Regions from separate parts of the Mus musculus genome. Here all the other regions are linked to region 1. A link is a contact called in public Hi-C and promoter capture Hi-C data. All regions are on one chromosome and are shown on one strand. Each heading gives the region's core, a stretch centred on a gene start, on an enhancer-like site or on the middle of the called end of the contact. The rest is flanking DNA. Distances are from core to core; before and after follow the strand shown. Region 1 holds the start of Ankrd17 (ankyrin repeat domain 17). Region 2 holds the start of Ccng2 (cyclin G2). Region 3 holds the start of 2010109A12Rik (RIKEN cDNA 2010109A12 gene). Region 4 holds the start of Septin11 (septin 11). Region 5 holds the start of Nup54 (nucleoporin 54).

Region 1 (2,510 bases), core at 4-2,503:
TTTTCCTTATGTCACTACTCGTACTAGCCCAGAAATGGCTAATTCTGAGTTCAATAAGCTACATAAACATGACACGGTGGTGTACAGACCCATATAATCTCAGGAAGATCGCCAGTTCAAGGCTAGCCTGGGCTACACTGGAGACGTCTGTTTGAAGAAGAAAGCTACATTTCAATCGGTCTGCAAGTTTTCTAAGTACTCAAAATGATCTCAGAATCCAGACCGAGAAATGCATACGATGATGGCCCAGCTCCCACACCCACCTCTTCGGAAGTGTATAGTCTTAAAAATCACTAGATTCCGTTCCTGCACATTACAAAGGTGTACAAAATAGTCAGATTTAGGAAGCCTAGGACCCGAGACTCAAACTCGGACAAGAGTTTTCTAAGTGAGGACGTGATCGCTCCAAGGGATGGTGGAGGGGAAACAGTTTTCTTTTGGACCTGACTTCAGTCTCTCTCCTCTCACGAAGTTCTCTCGGAAGATCCAATGCTCTCTGGCTTAGGCGGTGGAGAAAATGGCCAGGCAGGAAAAGTCCATCCAGGAGGTCCGGGGCGAGGCCCCACCTCCCGGATCTGAGGGGCCAGGCCTCGCGCTCGCCCAGCTTCCCCCGCGCTTCTGCGCTCGCCCCCGACTTAGCCCGGGCCCCACTGCTCGCCATCCCACTGCCTCTGCTTCCCTGCGCCCACGCACGCACGCTCGATCGCTCGCTCGCTCGCGGGGGAGCCCACTCCCCGGCCCTGGAGTCTGCACTTGGGAGAGGCAGGCAGGGCTCCGCGCTCGCGCGGCCGCCGCGGCGCCGGCTGATGGCGTCACCCGCGCTTCCGCCTGCGGCTGCGTTCTAATACGAAGCCAGGAAGGAAGGAGGGAGGGCTGCAGGGCTGTGTGTGTGGGGGAAGTAGCGCGGAGAAGACAAGCCACCCAGGCGCTCGTTCGCCCGCCCGCTTGCTCGCTCGCTCGTTCATTCGCTCGCCCGCCCGCCCGCCCGCGGTCCCTGCTTGCGGTCCCCGCTCAGACTCGGTCTCCCCAGAGGAAGCCACTCCAGGCGCACTCCCCCGGCGGCTCCTTCCGGACGCCTGCTCGGCTTTCCCGGGCACGGCGTTCGCGCTCCGCCTCGCCCCCCCTCAGCCCTCCCGCTCTCTCTCCCTCCCTCCCTTCCCTCCCTCCCTCTCTCCCTCCCTCCGCCAAGCTCCCCGCCCTTAGTATCGCGAGACGAGGTGAGAGCTGGCGGAGCGGCGGCGGCGGCGGCGGCAGTAGAGGTGACCGAGGCGGTGGCGGCGGCGGCGGCCCGGAGCGCTGTGTCGGCCCCGGCGCGACCGAAGTCGCGGTAGAGCGGAGCCCCCCCACGCCCCTCCCCCGTCCGCGTCCCCCACCCCCTCTTCCCGCGGGGATGGAGAAGGCGACGGTTCCGGCGGCGGCTGAGGGAGAAGGGAGTCCCCCGGCGGCGGCGGCAGTGGCGGCCCCCCCCGCGGCGGCGGCGGCGGAGGTCGGCGGCGGGGCTCGCCCGGCCTCTTCTCCTCGTGGGATGGTGCGAGTCTGCGACCTGCTCCTGAAGAAGAAGCCACCGCAGCAACAGCAGCAGCAGCAGCCGCCGCACCACAAGGCCAAGCGGAACCGGACTTGCCGACCCCCGAGCAGCAGCGAAAGCAGCAGCGACAGCGACAACAGCGGCGGCGGTGGCGGTGGAGGAGGAGGAGGAGGCGGCGGCACCAGCAGCAACAACAGCGAGGAAGAGGAGGACGACGACGACGAGGAAGAGGAGGTTTCTGAGGCAAGGGCCTGGTTTCACCTCGAGGAGGGCGGAAGGGACCGTGGAGGGCCTAAGGTGGGAGGGGACTCGCGGTGGGACCGAGCCCTCGGGGCTTACGATCTGCCCTGAGGGACCGGGCTTTCGGCTGCCCCCTTTCTTTGCTCGGCCTGAGTCGTGAGGTGTGGGGACGTGGGGGAGGGTAGCTGACACGTGGGGGTGGGAGGACCGGAGAGTGCACGGAGTTGCCGAGAAGCTGGCTAGCCGAGGATGCTGCTTCGCAGGGTGAAGGGTGGAGGGATTGATTGGTCGGATTCCCGGGTGGCACTTTGGGGCCGAAGGGTGGTCTCTCTGGGGCCAGTAAGGCCACCTCATTCCCGGGGCGGGGGCGGAGCTAAAGCGGGAGGGGTAAGATAATAGGTAGGAGAGTCTCCGGGGGACCGACTGCGAGCTTGGTAGTTTTCTGTCAGTGGAAGGTGGCCGGGAGCAGTTGTGGAGGGGCGGTAAGATTGTAATGGACTCGGAGCTAAGTATTTGTATCTGGGAGAGACACGTGAGAGGCTGTACTTTTCCATACTGTTTTGCTGCAGGGCTTTTTCTTTTCTCTTTCTCTCTCTCTCTCTCTCTCTCTCTCTCTAAACTCGTGGCTGCTGAAGTACTCTTCGCTTCCTCGATTTGTGAAAGATTTATGGATGAGCCGATCTTCTATCCCTCCATATGCGTTTACAAGTGACTTAGTACGTAAAAATTGTTAGGTGCTCTG
Region 2 (2,510 bases), core at 4-2,503, 2.9 Mb before region 1:
GGTACGAGGAAAACCAAAAAGTTACCTTCCCACCTTCCCCCAAGTCCTATCAATTCTCAAATTTACCTCCGGGGTAGCCTCCATCAAGATCAGCCCTTTTTCCCGAGGTTGGTATCTCTGTTCTTGTTCCAGGTAGAAGTTCAACAATCCGAAAAGCTGAACCCCTTCGCCACCTGCCAAGTGCTTGGCCCCCAAATCCTTCATCTGCAGCAAATACACCGCGGCCGGTTAAGAATATAATCCGGATACGTAGGGTGTGAGAGCAGAAGGAGCTGGCCGCGATCCCTCCAGCTAGGGGCGCCCCAGATCACGCAAGCCAGAACCGGGTGAGGGGGGGATCGGTCACGTCCGCCAGCCTCAGGGGAATCCTCCCCTAAAGACATGGAGGCGTGGCATGGGGGGGCAGTATCTCGGTCACCTCCGCTGGCCAGGGCTAGTTCTGATCAGCTCTGTGGCCGACAGCGTTTGACGTACAGGAAAAGTGTCCAAGAAGCGTAATGTCCCCTACTGTCCGCATCACCTGGACAGCACAGCAGGGACTTCTAACTAGACTCTAGGCCCTAGAGGAAAGCGGGGGACCGGAAGACTGAAGCCACCGAAGCGGGTTCTGGGGCGGGGCGTTGCACAATAGGAGAGAAGGGAGGGGGAGTCTCGAGACTGAACAAAGAACTGGAAGGAGGCGGCTTCGGAGCCCCGCCCCGGGAGCCCGTCGCGGAGCCCACCTCCAAGCTACCCCCGCAGCTTCTGCAGCTTTGACGAGCCCCGCAACTCGAGACAGGGCGGCCCAGTAGCTTGGGGGATGCTGGGGAGACAGTGGGGAGTCCAGTACGCCCGCAGCGAGCAGTAGCCTAATACTTGGGCTCAGTAACGGTGCGAAGCCCCGGGGCTGTCAACCCACCGTATAGCCTCAGAACACCCTGGAGCCCCTGTCAGTCCCTCAGCTGCGGCTGGGGGACTCCACCATCAAAGCAAACCGCGATCCAGACCCGGAGCCACCAAACCCAGAGCCACCCGGGAGGCCCACTCACCGTGTCGGCCCCGGCGTCACGGACCGGCGCGGCGGGGGCGTCCGGACCCGTCTCCGAGCTCAGGGACCAGCCTCCTCAGCGGCACCCCGAGACCCGCATCCGACCTCCCCGCCGCCGCCCGGCCTCACAGCCCCGGCTGCATCTTGCTCCTCAGCGGGGCTCAGCGCCCGCCCTGCACCGCCACCTCCTCCCGGCTCCGCCGCAGCCTCCGGAGCTGAGCAAACCCCTTGTTTTTGTTTTGAGTCTGCGACGCCCCCAAGGGGCGGGGCGCGTGACTGCGCGCGGAGGGATCCTCGCTCGCTCGCCCAGTGGATCTGAGAAAAAGAGTCCCTGCTCCGAGCCTCAGTTCCCAGCCTCTCTTGGCCCCTTCTGTTCCTCTTGGCCTTGCGGAGCCAGGATCTATGGTAGGGAGTGGAATCTGGATTCCAGCCTCATTTCAGAATGGAACCGGAAGGGAGCAAAGATGAGCGAGCCGATCGGAGAGCGGAAGGAGACAGTTTCTGGACGCCTCACACCTTTTAAAGGTCCCCCGATTTGTTTTGTTTTCGCTGTTTTGAAAAGTCCGCCCAAAGTAGCGGGCTCCCTGATTGGACAAGGGTGGGGCAAGCCGACTGCTGAGGACTTGATTTAATCTCGAATCTGGATTGGCTGGCCGACTGGCTGTTGCGTCCTCTGATTGGCTCTCAATATATCCCGACTCTCTTATCTTCTTCCGGGGCCTTAGCAACTCTGGGGTCTGGATTGCGCATGCTTGGGTGGGTGGCATTTGTGGTGCTCGGTTACGTGCCGGGGTCCACAGCTGCCTAGGAACTCTAGCTCAGTCTAGGCGAGGCCCGAGGCTGTCGCCTCTGGTCACACCCCGAAAATCCGAGGTCACATAACTCTGTAACAGCGTTTCCAGGAGTGCAGAAGGGCGTCCTGAACTTCTTAGTTGTACCACCGGTGTATTTTGCAATAAACAGTCAAGCTCTTAACATTCCAAGATGCTTACCGAGATAATTTTTTTTTAATCGATCTGACTCAGGAAAGAAAAAAAGCTAAATTCAACTAGTTGGTTACACAGCTGACTTGTTGAAGTTGGGCGGTGGGTAGTAGAGACTGCATTACAGAATTGTGAGTGCATTTGTGTGCCTTGAAATTTTTTTTCCATAATAAAAAGTTCAAAGGAGGGACCTTTCAATAAAAACTGCAGATTGATGAGGGTATATAGATATCTAATAAGTGTGCTTCTAGAGGTTATGGTTGTACTGTTTGCTTTTGGTTTTAATGAAGGCTCCCACAGCCTCTTGGTTCTTGATCGCCCATAAATTATCATTTATTGTCTATTATAATTAACGTTGTTATTAAGCTGACACCTCTCCTAAGGCAGAGCAAAAACCAAACCAACTAGATGCCTTAGGCAGGGCTAACTTTCACACGGAGTGGAGTATCTGTCGGGAGGCAGGAAAATTCCCTAGATTGTTTTGGTTTTGTTTGTTTGTT
Region 3 (2,510 bases), core at 8-2,507, 2.8 Mb before region 1:
GTTAAAGGCGTTTCCACACTGGTCTGAAATTTTCCATCTTAATCCTTCTGCTACTGACACTTGTTTATGAGGTCAGAAATCAAATACTGAGAGCCTTTCACATACAGAAATGCAGTATAAAACAAACTATACAAGATCCAGGCCATCCATGAGTTCATATGGGGAGGGGATGGCTATAGAGTAAAACAGTCTTTTGGGTAATTTCATACAGTGATCAATGGGTATCTCTGTGCCTGAGTTGCAAACTCCTTGAAGACAGGAGCCTTTTGTTTTCAAGCTAATTCCAGTTCTGTAAAAACCTGATCGGGTTTTTTTTTTGTTTTTGTTTTTGTTTTTTTCCAGTGATGTAAAATGAATGCTTGACTAGGTAAATGGTTAAGTTCCAGGTCTCCCCTTCTTCCCAAAGCTATCTGCATTCTTTTCATAAGTAGAACCATTGTAAGATTTGCAAAATTTACCAACTGGAGTAAAAAGTACTCAAGTAAATAAAACACATTTAGTTCACATTCGTTAAGGACCTAGTTAGTGATAAACAGGACCCTGAAATACTAGACATACTGGCTCATGACTAGAATTCCATTGGCGCACAGCCAAGCCGTCAGTAGTCTAATCCACTGTTTTTACAAGTAGCCTTAAGCACGCAGGATATGATCCCCTTAATTTTCTTAATTCTAAAGTGCTTCAGTCTCCCATCACCCACAGGATGGTTAAAAAGATGCATGTCCTTACTCACTAATAGGAACGGGACAACATAATTTTGCGTAAGGTCAACAAAGAATGTGATCTTTACACAAAAGATCTCCATCCACGTCTAATAAATTCGTTCAGGAGGGCTAAGGACAAGTTGGGCTGGGAAACACTGGGAGACTCTAGGTTGGGCGCAGGCGCTCACCCAGAAACCCTTCCCTGAGGCTAGGCTCCTTTCTTTCCAGAGGCGCATGCGCAGCACACTCTCCGGCCACTGCACGCCTCCTCGGCTAACAAGCCTCTTACGTCACCGAACAGGCGGCGGGGGTTCTTCCGCGCGCCCGAGGAAAAAGAGTCCGCGCACCTTTCCTTCTCTTTGTGCACACAAAATGCACTTTCCCTTTTCATCCCAGTCCCAGCGCCTTCCCCAGGTCGTCTCCGGAAGCTCGTCTTTGTTCAAACTCTCCTGTGCGTCCATAAGACACGGAAGTTCGTCTTTGTTCAAACTCTCCTATGCGTCCGTGGGACACCGGAGGTGGCCAGGAAGAGACGAGAACACTGGCGTTGTTTACAGACACGCGCGGCCGAAATCAGTCCGCGAGGGCGGGGCTAGGCGGCCGGCGCTTTTTCGTACGCTCCTCCCTCCCCAGCCTTCCCCCGCGAGCGGACGCGCCAGCGCCTCTGTCTCGCTTTTTCTTATTTTCTCCCCCTTTCCCCTTCCTTTTCTTTTCTTTTTTCCCCTTCCCCCCTTCCACCATTTCCCCTCGGAGGCGTTTCCCTCGGGCAGGGGCAGAGCCGGCCTCACCCCGCGCCTCTCCCCGGCCCCCGCCGCCCTATGGCGAGAGGGCGCCCCCTCCTCACCCGGGCACCAGCGGCGGCGGTCGGAGGAGCGGGACCGGCGGCGGCGGCCTCGGGCCCAGGGTCATCATGGAACTAGTTCGCTGAGTGACCCCTCGGCCGCAGCCGTGCGTCCCGCCCGAGTACCCGCGCCCGCCGGCCCGGTTTGCCCTCTTCTCCCTCCTCAGACGGCCCGGCCCTGGTCCCGCGCGCCCCGCTGCCGCGCGCCGAGGATCATGAGGTGGTAACGGGCCCCCGGATGACCCCGCGTCACCACTGTGAGGCCTACAGCTCTGCCGGGGAGGAGGAGGAGGAGGAAGAGGAGGAGAAGAAGAAGGTGAGGGCGGGGGCGCGGCGCGGTCGCCGTGCGCGCCGCTGGAGTGGGAGCTCGCGGGGGCGCGCGCCGCTCCCCCGAGGACCGGTCCCCTCGGCGAACCTTTCCTGGGCACCTCGGGGACCCCCTCGCCGTCTCTGGCAGCGCTGCGTGGGTTTCCTTTGAGCCCGGCCTTTTTTTCTTTTTTTTTTTTTTTTTTGGTCCCCAAGTAACTTGTAGCCACAGCCCGTCACCGACTGGGGTGCCAGTTCCAGGCTCCGCGAGCCAGTGCTAATAAAGAAGGTGACACACCCCCACCCACAGAAGCCACCGATCCCTCGTGACCACCGAACATAATTTACCGGGCAGAGTATTGTGAATGTCAAGCCAATAGTTATCTTCCTCTGCCCTACCCCCCCCCCCCCCCGCCACCCACACACCGCGCGCGGGAGTGTAACGTCGTCTAGGGCTTGGGCCGGTGGAGGAAACTAGAGAGGTGAGGGAACTGAGTTGCATCATAAAGGACAGAAAAATGCCGAATTTTGCAAGAGCTAAATGCTCTCTGCAGAGTTAGCCTGCTCCACCGCAGGTCATTTAGGCAGAAGTTGAACATTGTGTAGTAAATTCGTGGAAAGTGTGAGGTAAATAGATCAACGAGGTAAATGGATCAACT
Region 4 (2,510 bases), core at 5-2,504, 2.7 Mb before region 1:
CCCCCGGAGTCGCCCCCAGGGCAGACCAGGCAAAAGTGGGCAATGAACGTTGACAAAGAAAACCCGAGAGAAGAGGACTCCGCCTTTCCCACTGGGCTTGGCTCCTTTCAATAAAAAGGAAAGGCGGCCACTGCCGCCACCGCCCCTTCCCTCCTTTTCACCCTAGGCTAGAGAGCAGACCCTAAACTACATCCTCAAAGTCCTACTCGCTCTAGCTGGCTGCCGGAGTTGGAAACCCAGAGCCTACACTCCCAGAGGCACAGCCCGTGGCGCGTACCCCAGCCCAGAGCATCCCCTCTCTGACTTCGGGTGCTGGGACACTTCTCCAGGCACGCACCCTCCCTTCCTCTTCCCGGAGCCCCGTATTCACTACTGCCGCCCCCGGCCTGCCAGCCGCAGAGTATTTCAGGACTTCCACCCACCCCGAAAGGGAGCCCTTTGAAAACTTTGTGTGTGTGTGTGTGTGTGTGTGCCTAGGGCTTTGTCCACATCCTGGGCAGGGCCCGGGTCACCCGGGTGGGCGCCTGAGGGTGTCCGGAATTTCACAATGCACCCGGGGGGGGGGGGAGTAAACCACCACGGAAATCCCACCCCTTTGACCCGCTTCTACGGCCGTGTGACACAGCGCTTCAGCACCCAATTCTCATGCCCGGATCGCCCCCAGGGCGCGAGAGAACCGCGAGGAAACCCTCCTCAGTCAGCGCCTTCCTCCTCTGTCACCAGCTAAGCCTTGTGCGCCGTGAGAGAGAGGTAGCTGGGGAAAGCAGCAGCTCAAGCAATCTCTTCTAAGGGCGCCTCACAGAAGGGTCCTTTTCTTCCCACATCCCCGAAACAGGGGCGCGCCAAAGCGATCTAATGTTGCATCAGGTAGGCTCTGAGCCTGCGGGCTCCCCAAGCTCCCCTCCGCCCCAGACGCGCGCCCAAATTCATGCACACACCCACAGCCCCCAACAGCCACCACCCAGAGCCCCCCTCCTGATCCCCGCAAGTCTCCACCCGCACGCGCCCCGAAGCGGAGACCACCCGGCGCCCCGGGATCAGCACGCTAGAGAAGTGAGGCCCCAGTACTCACACTCGGTCTCCCCACCGCCACGGCCATCGCGACTGTGGCTCTGGCTGCTCTTTACCGACACTGGCTGCTGCTGGTGCTCCGGCTCCCGCTGGCCTCCCCCGCGCCTCCCTCGCGGCTGCGCCCTGCTCGCGCCCGGCTCCCGCGCGCCTCCAGCCGCATCTGCTCGCCCGCGCCGCCCCGCCCGCTTTATTCCAGCAACATGGCCTCCCGCCTGGACTCGACCATTAGCTGCCCCGGGACGGGGGTGCAGAGAGATCCCCAGCCCCAGCCGAGCAGACGAACGCAGCAGGTGAACCGTGATCCTGGTCAGCTGATAAGATGATACGCTTTGAAGTCAGCCACCTTCCTTCCTGTGGCTTTCTTCCGTCCCATTAAAGCGTCCTGTGCCGGGACACTGCCCGACACTCCCCCTGTTGCAACACGTGCTGGGGTCCGCGTAAAAGCCTAGGCGCGGAGGTCCCAACCCCGAGCTGCCACGCGCTGCGCGGAGCCGGCACCTGGGGCTGCTATGGGGTGGGGCAGGGAGGCTAGGGGACCGCAGGGTGCAGAGGTTGTACCTCTGGAAAATTGACCTGGTGACACGCCCCACCCGGAGGAGCCCTCTTAGAAGGTGCGGTGGGTAACTTACTAGGGCCGAGCGCGCCCCACGAGGAAAGAATTGCCGGTCTGCTGGGCCTTCCATCAGAAAGGAGACTAAACCAGCTGCTGGAAGCCGTCGCTGTGGTGTGCGGCCGGGCTGGGGACCGCTTTTCCAGAAAAAGAGGACCTAGTCGTGAACGACCCAACCACCGCTGCTGGGGACAGGGAAATTAATTAATTAATTAAAAAAACTTGAGTGCTCGCTGGAAAAATTAAGCCGTTTGTGAGCTTGCTCCAGAGCTTTTCCCACCGTGTCACACTGGAGAGGTTACTGGTGCGAAGAGGTCAGTGGACGTGATATTGGATCCCGGAGACAGACCGGATGACCCAGGGCCCGGAGGCGTGCAAGCTCAATCCTGGCTGCGGGGTGTGGTGCACAGCGAAGGCGAGAAGCGGGTGACAAGTGGGTGCGACTCACAGCACAGGGAACTGGGAGGGCTCCTCCACCACTAAGAAGGACTTCCCCCCACCCCCACCCCCAGCAGATGTTGGAATAATTACAGTGTCTGAGTGGCAGGCGAAATGGCGGGGTCCTTGTACATACATCTGACATAGGCTTAACAGGGAGAAGTGTAATGCGCTGTGGGTGTCCACGCATGGTAGACCCACGATCACGTGAGGATAGCTACTCACGTGAGTTGAGGAAAGTAGGTGACTTGAAGCGCAGGGGAAGAGGCAAGGGAAGGGCTGTATTTAGCCCACATGAACGCGCCCACGGGGCAGGGGCGTGGGGGGAGAACTAGGGCGGGCATCTGAGAGTCATACCTGAGACTTCAAACATCCAAGTTTCTGGGAACCC
Region 5 (2,510 bases), core at 5-2,504, 2.1 Mb before region 1:
TCTCTGGCCTTCAGGCACGTGTGCACATATGTGTGTATACACTCTTCCCACACATGCATGTGCTCTCTCTCTCTCTCTCACACACACACAAAATGGGGCAAAGAGGTTCCTGAGAAAACTAAAATTAGATCTACCACATGACCCAGCTATGTCTATAAGGACTCCAAGTTAGTCTATCACATAGATGTATATCAATCTCTACTGAAGCATTAGTCACAATTGTTAACAAACCTAGTTGCCTAACAACAGAGGGATGGATCAGAAACAGAGGATGGTATATACTCAAAAGAGTTTTCAGCCCTAAGAAGGAAGTTATGTTGTCATTTGCACAAAACTGAATATCACTGGAGATAAACATTATTAAGTGAATTAAGCCAGTCACAGAAGGAAAAAAATTCATTTATGATTCCTAGGTTTAATTAAACACATAAATCATATGACATGGAAAATGAAGTAAAATTACTAGGGAACTAATGGGAGAGACAGGGAGAAGACAGAAAATTTAGGAGTAGGAATATATATTCAAAATACAACATAAACTTGTATCAAGATGTCCTAATGTAACACAGTGCCATGTACAATAAATATTTTTAAAAGGAGAAAAGAATCGGGGCTAAGTAGAGAAAAACCAGCGAAGTGACTTTGGGGATGCTGCTTTGCAACTCTAATCCTCAGTCCTCCTGTCTCGTCTGTGCCAATTAGTCAACGACAGAAATCTTCTCTGTGTAGTTGAGGATTAAATGTTCCCCAGAAGTGCGATGCAGGGCACAGATTTTACCAGTTAGTGGGCCCATTTGCTTCATCGAGGTCAGCCCTTCTTCTTGGTCAATGACAATAGTAGTAAACTGTCTGAAACGCAGCTGGGGGTTTAAAAAAATATGCAAAAACAATTACTAGCGTGCATTCCACATAGCTAACACACGTGTTACCACCATCGCCATCATCTTTCCATCACTCTCGAATGCCTCTTTCTCAACTGCTTTATCTACTCAAACCTCCTTTCCTCCGGGAAGGACCGCTCCTCAGAGGTAAGGGCAGTACTTTCACGCGGTCCCTGCACACTGTCACTTCTCTAAAGTGGCTTCAGAGAGCCACCATACAACACCCCATGTCCAACTTCTCATCACTTCCCCTTTGTGGTGACGCCCCACACCACGTGAAAGCCACAAACACACCCCCGGAAGTGATCGGTGGTAGGCGTTCCCGTTCGATCATCCCACCCACTCCATCCTTGCTTGGTTCCTGCCTGCTCCGCTTAGACCGGGAAGGAGGCGGAACTAATGGTACGGACCGCCTGACGGTTCCCAGCCGGACAGAAGAGCGGAGGGCACTGGGCGTCGCGCCGCGCGAGCCCGGGGCCATCTAAGTGCTGCTCCCGCGACATGGCTTTCAATTTTGGGGCTCCTTCGGGCACTTCGGGCACCTCTACAGCCACCGCGGCACCGGCGGGTGAGTCAGCCCTGGGCCTACCTTCTTCCTCCAAGGAACCAAAGCCTCGGGCCCGCCCCCTCGATCCGATCGGTCCGGCTGGGGGGTCCCGGGGTTGCCCTGGCACTCGGGACACCTTGGAGTCATTTGGAGAGGGCGGTGGCGGTGGTGGCGGCGGCGGTGGCGGTGGGAGGGCCGCGGGCTGCTCAGGCTCAGCCTGGGGCTCGCACAGCACGCTCAACCCGCGTGGCTCGGCCGCCGCGGTGCTTCCCGCCATTGGGGTGTCCGCCCAGGAGAGGCCGGAGGCTACGCCCCTCTCATTTCCCGGGACCCCGCGTCCCCTCGTCCGTCTCAGCCTCAAGGTCCAGACGGGTAAAGTTGGAGCCAGGCTGCCCGCAGCTCCCTCTGTCCCCTCCCCAGCCCGGGGGGGGGGGATGCTCGGCCCCCGCCCGTGCTGCCCTTCGCTCCTTCTGTCTGTCCGCACCTTGGCTTTCTTCCCCTGATCCGGTGCAGGTCAGGTTTGTTCACGCTGTGAAACCTCTTGCTGATTCTTGTAATTCTTACCTTTCTTTCTTCTCCTTTTCTCTTTCCCTCCTCTCACCTTTTCAAATTTTTGTTTCTCTTGCCTCCACGACTATCAGGATTTGGTGGGCTTGAGACTGCCAACTCCACCGCCGGTGGGTTTAATTTTGGGGGTTTCGGATTAACCGCTAACCCTGCAGTGAACTTTAATATTGGGAATTTCGGTGTTTCTACTACCTCGGCGACTCCGTTCAATTTTGGTAACAGTCTGGCGAGTGCAGGTAGATACTGGGGTCATGTGTGTAACGAGTATGGGGGCTGGAGTCCAAGAATGTTCCGATGTCCCTAGAGTTTGGGGGAAGAAATGGCACTTGTCTAATAAAGAAAGGGGTTTATTTCCTAAGATCAAATCAAATATATTTAAAGTTTTGGCTGCTTTAAAAGATGTGGGTTTTGGAAAGCCTTAAAGAATTAGAATGCACCTTGGTTGGATTTTCATTTAATGATACAGAGCACAGCTTCCAAATGATAAGTTGGGAACCGAATATTTTTTAAAACAT

Evidence for each region. Hi-C and Micro-C count contacts between places; a contact is called where the count stands out from the background. Capture Hi-C pulls out chosen DNA fragments and counts their contacts.
Region 2: a promoter capture Hi-C map of liver shows a contact between it and region 1, with 5 times the contacts expected there. The contact joins the promoter of Ccng2 here to the promoter of Ankrd17 in region 1. A contact is called at or near these places in 1 of 39 promoter capture datasets (pre-B cells), 2 of 484 Hi-C or Micro-C datasets (both in CD4 T cells), 2 of 115 datasets of contacts at active chromatin or transcription factors (astrocytes and large pre-B cells) and 2 of 9 other capture datasets (adipose tissue and liver).
Region 3: a contact with region 1 is called in a promoter capture Hi-C map of adipose tissue, with 4 times the contacts expected there. The contact joins the promoter of 2010109A12Rik here to the promoter of Ankrd17 in region 1. A contact is called at or near these places in 1 of 39 promoter capture datasets (pre-B cells), 3 of 484 Hi-C or Micro-C datasets (B cells, CD4 T cells and CD8 T cells), 2 of 115 datasets of contacts at active chromatin or transcription factors (large pre-B cells and regulatory T cell precursor) and 2 of 9 other capture datasets (adipose tissue and liver).
Region 4: a contact with region 1 is called in a Hi-C map of CD4 T cells, with 5 times the contacts expected there. The contact joins the promoter of Septin11 here to the promoter of Ankrd17 in region 1. A contact is called at or near these places in 1 of 39 promoter capture datasets (pre-B cells) and 1 of 484 Hi-C or Micro-C datasets (CD4 T cells).
Region 5: a contact with region 1 is called in a promoter capture Hi-C map of adipose tissue, with 4 times the contacts expected there. The contact joins the promoter of Nup54 here to the promoter of Ankrd17 in region 1. A contact is called at or near these places in 1 of 39 promoter capture datasets (pre-B cells), 5 of 484 Hi-C or Micro-C datasets (B cells, CD8 T cells, muscle stem cells and 2 more), 4 of 115 datasets of contacts at active chromatin or transcription factors (astrocytes, double positive thymocytes, embryonic stem cells and 1 more) and 2 of 9 other capture datasets (adipose tissue and liver).

Annotation. Positions count from the first base shown.
Region 1 is chr5:90,364,928-90,367,437 of GRCm38.p6, reverse strand. Ankrd17 (ankyrin repeat domain 17) reads left to right here and starts at 1,253. Exons shown (of 34, transcript NM_030886.2): 1 at 1,253-1,771. The coding sequence starts at 1,391. Gm9958 (predicted gene 9958) reads right to left here and starts at 441. Exons shown (of 1, transcript NR_045618.1): 1 at 1-441.
Region 2 is chr5:93,266,316-93,268,825 of GRCm38.p6, reverse strand. Ccng2 (cyclin G2) reads right to left here and starts at 1,253. Exons shown (of 8, transcript NM_007635.4): 1 at 1,029-1,253; 2 at 67-204. The coding sequence starts at 204.
Region 3 is chr5:93,205,265-93,207,774 of GRCm38.p6, reverse strand. It overlaps 2010109A12Rik (RIKEN cDNA 2010109A12 gene), which reads right to left and starts at 1,257. Exons shown (of 3, transcript NM_029363.1): 1 at 1,052-1,257. The coding sequence starts at 1,095. It overlaps Ccni (cyclin I), which reads left to right and starts at 1,280. Exons shown (of 7, transcript NM_017367.3): 1 at 1,280-1,861.
Region 4 is chr5:93,092,160-93,094,669 of GRCm38.p6, reverse strand. Septin11 (septin 11) reads right to left here and starts at 1,254. Exons shown (of 10, transcript NM_001009818.2): 1 at 1,073-1,254. The coding sequence starts at 1,099.
Region 5 is chr5:92,433,943-92,436,452 of GRCm38.p6, reverse strand. It overlaps Nup54 (nucleoporin 54), which reads left to right and starts at 1,254. Exons shown (of 13, transcript NM_001359995.1): 1 at 1,254-1,449; 2 at 2,070-2,231. The coding sequence starts at 1,383. Gm42114 (a long non-coding RNA gene) reads right to left here and starts at 1,842. Exons shown (of 2, transcript XR_880431.3): 1 at 1,471-1,842; 2 at 384-860.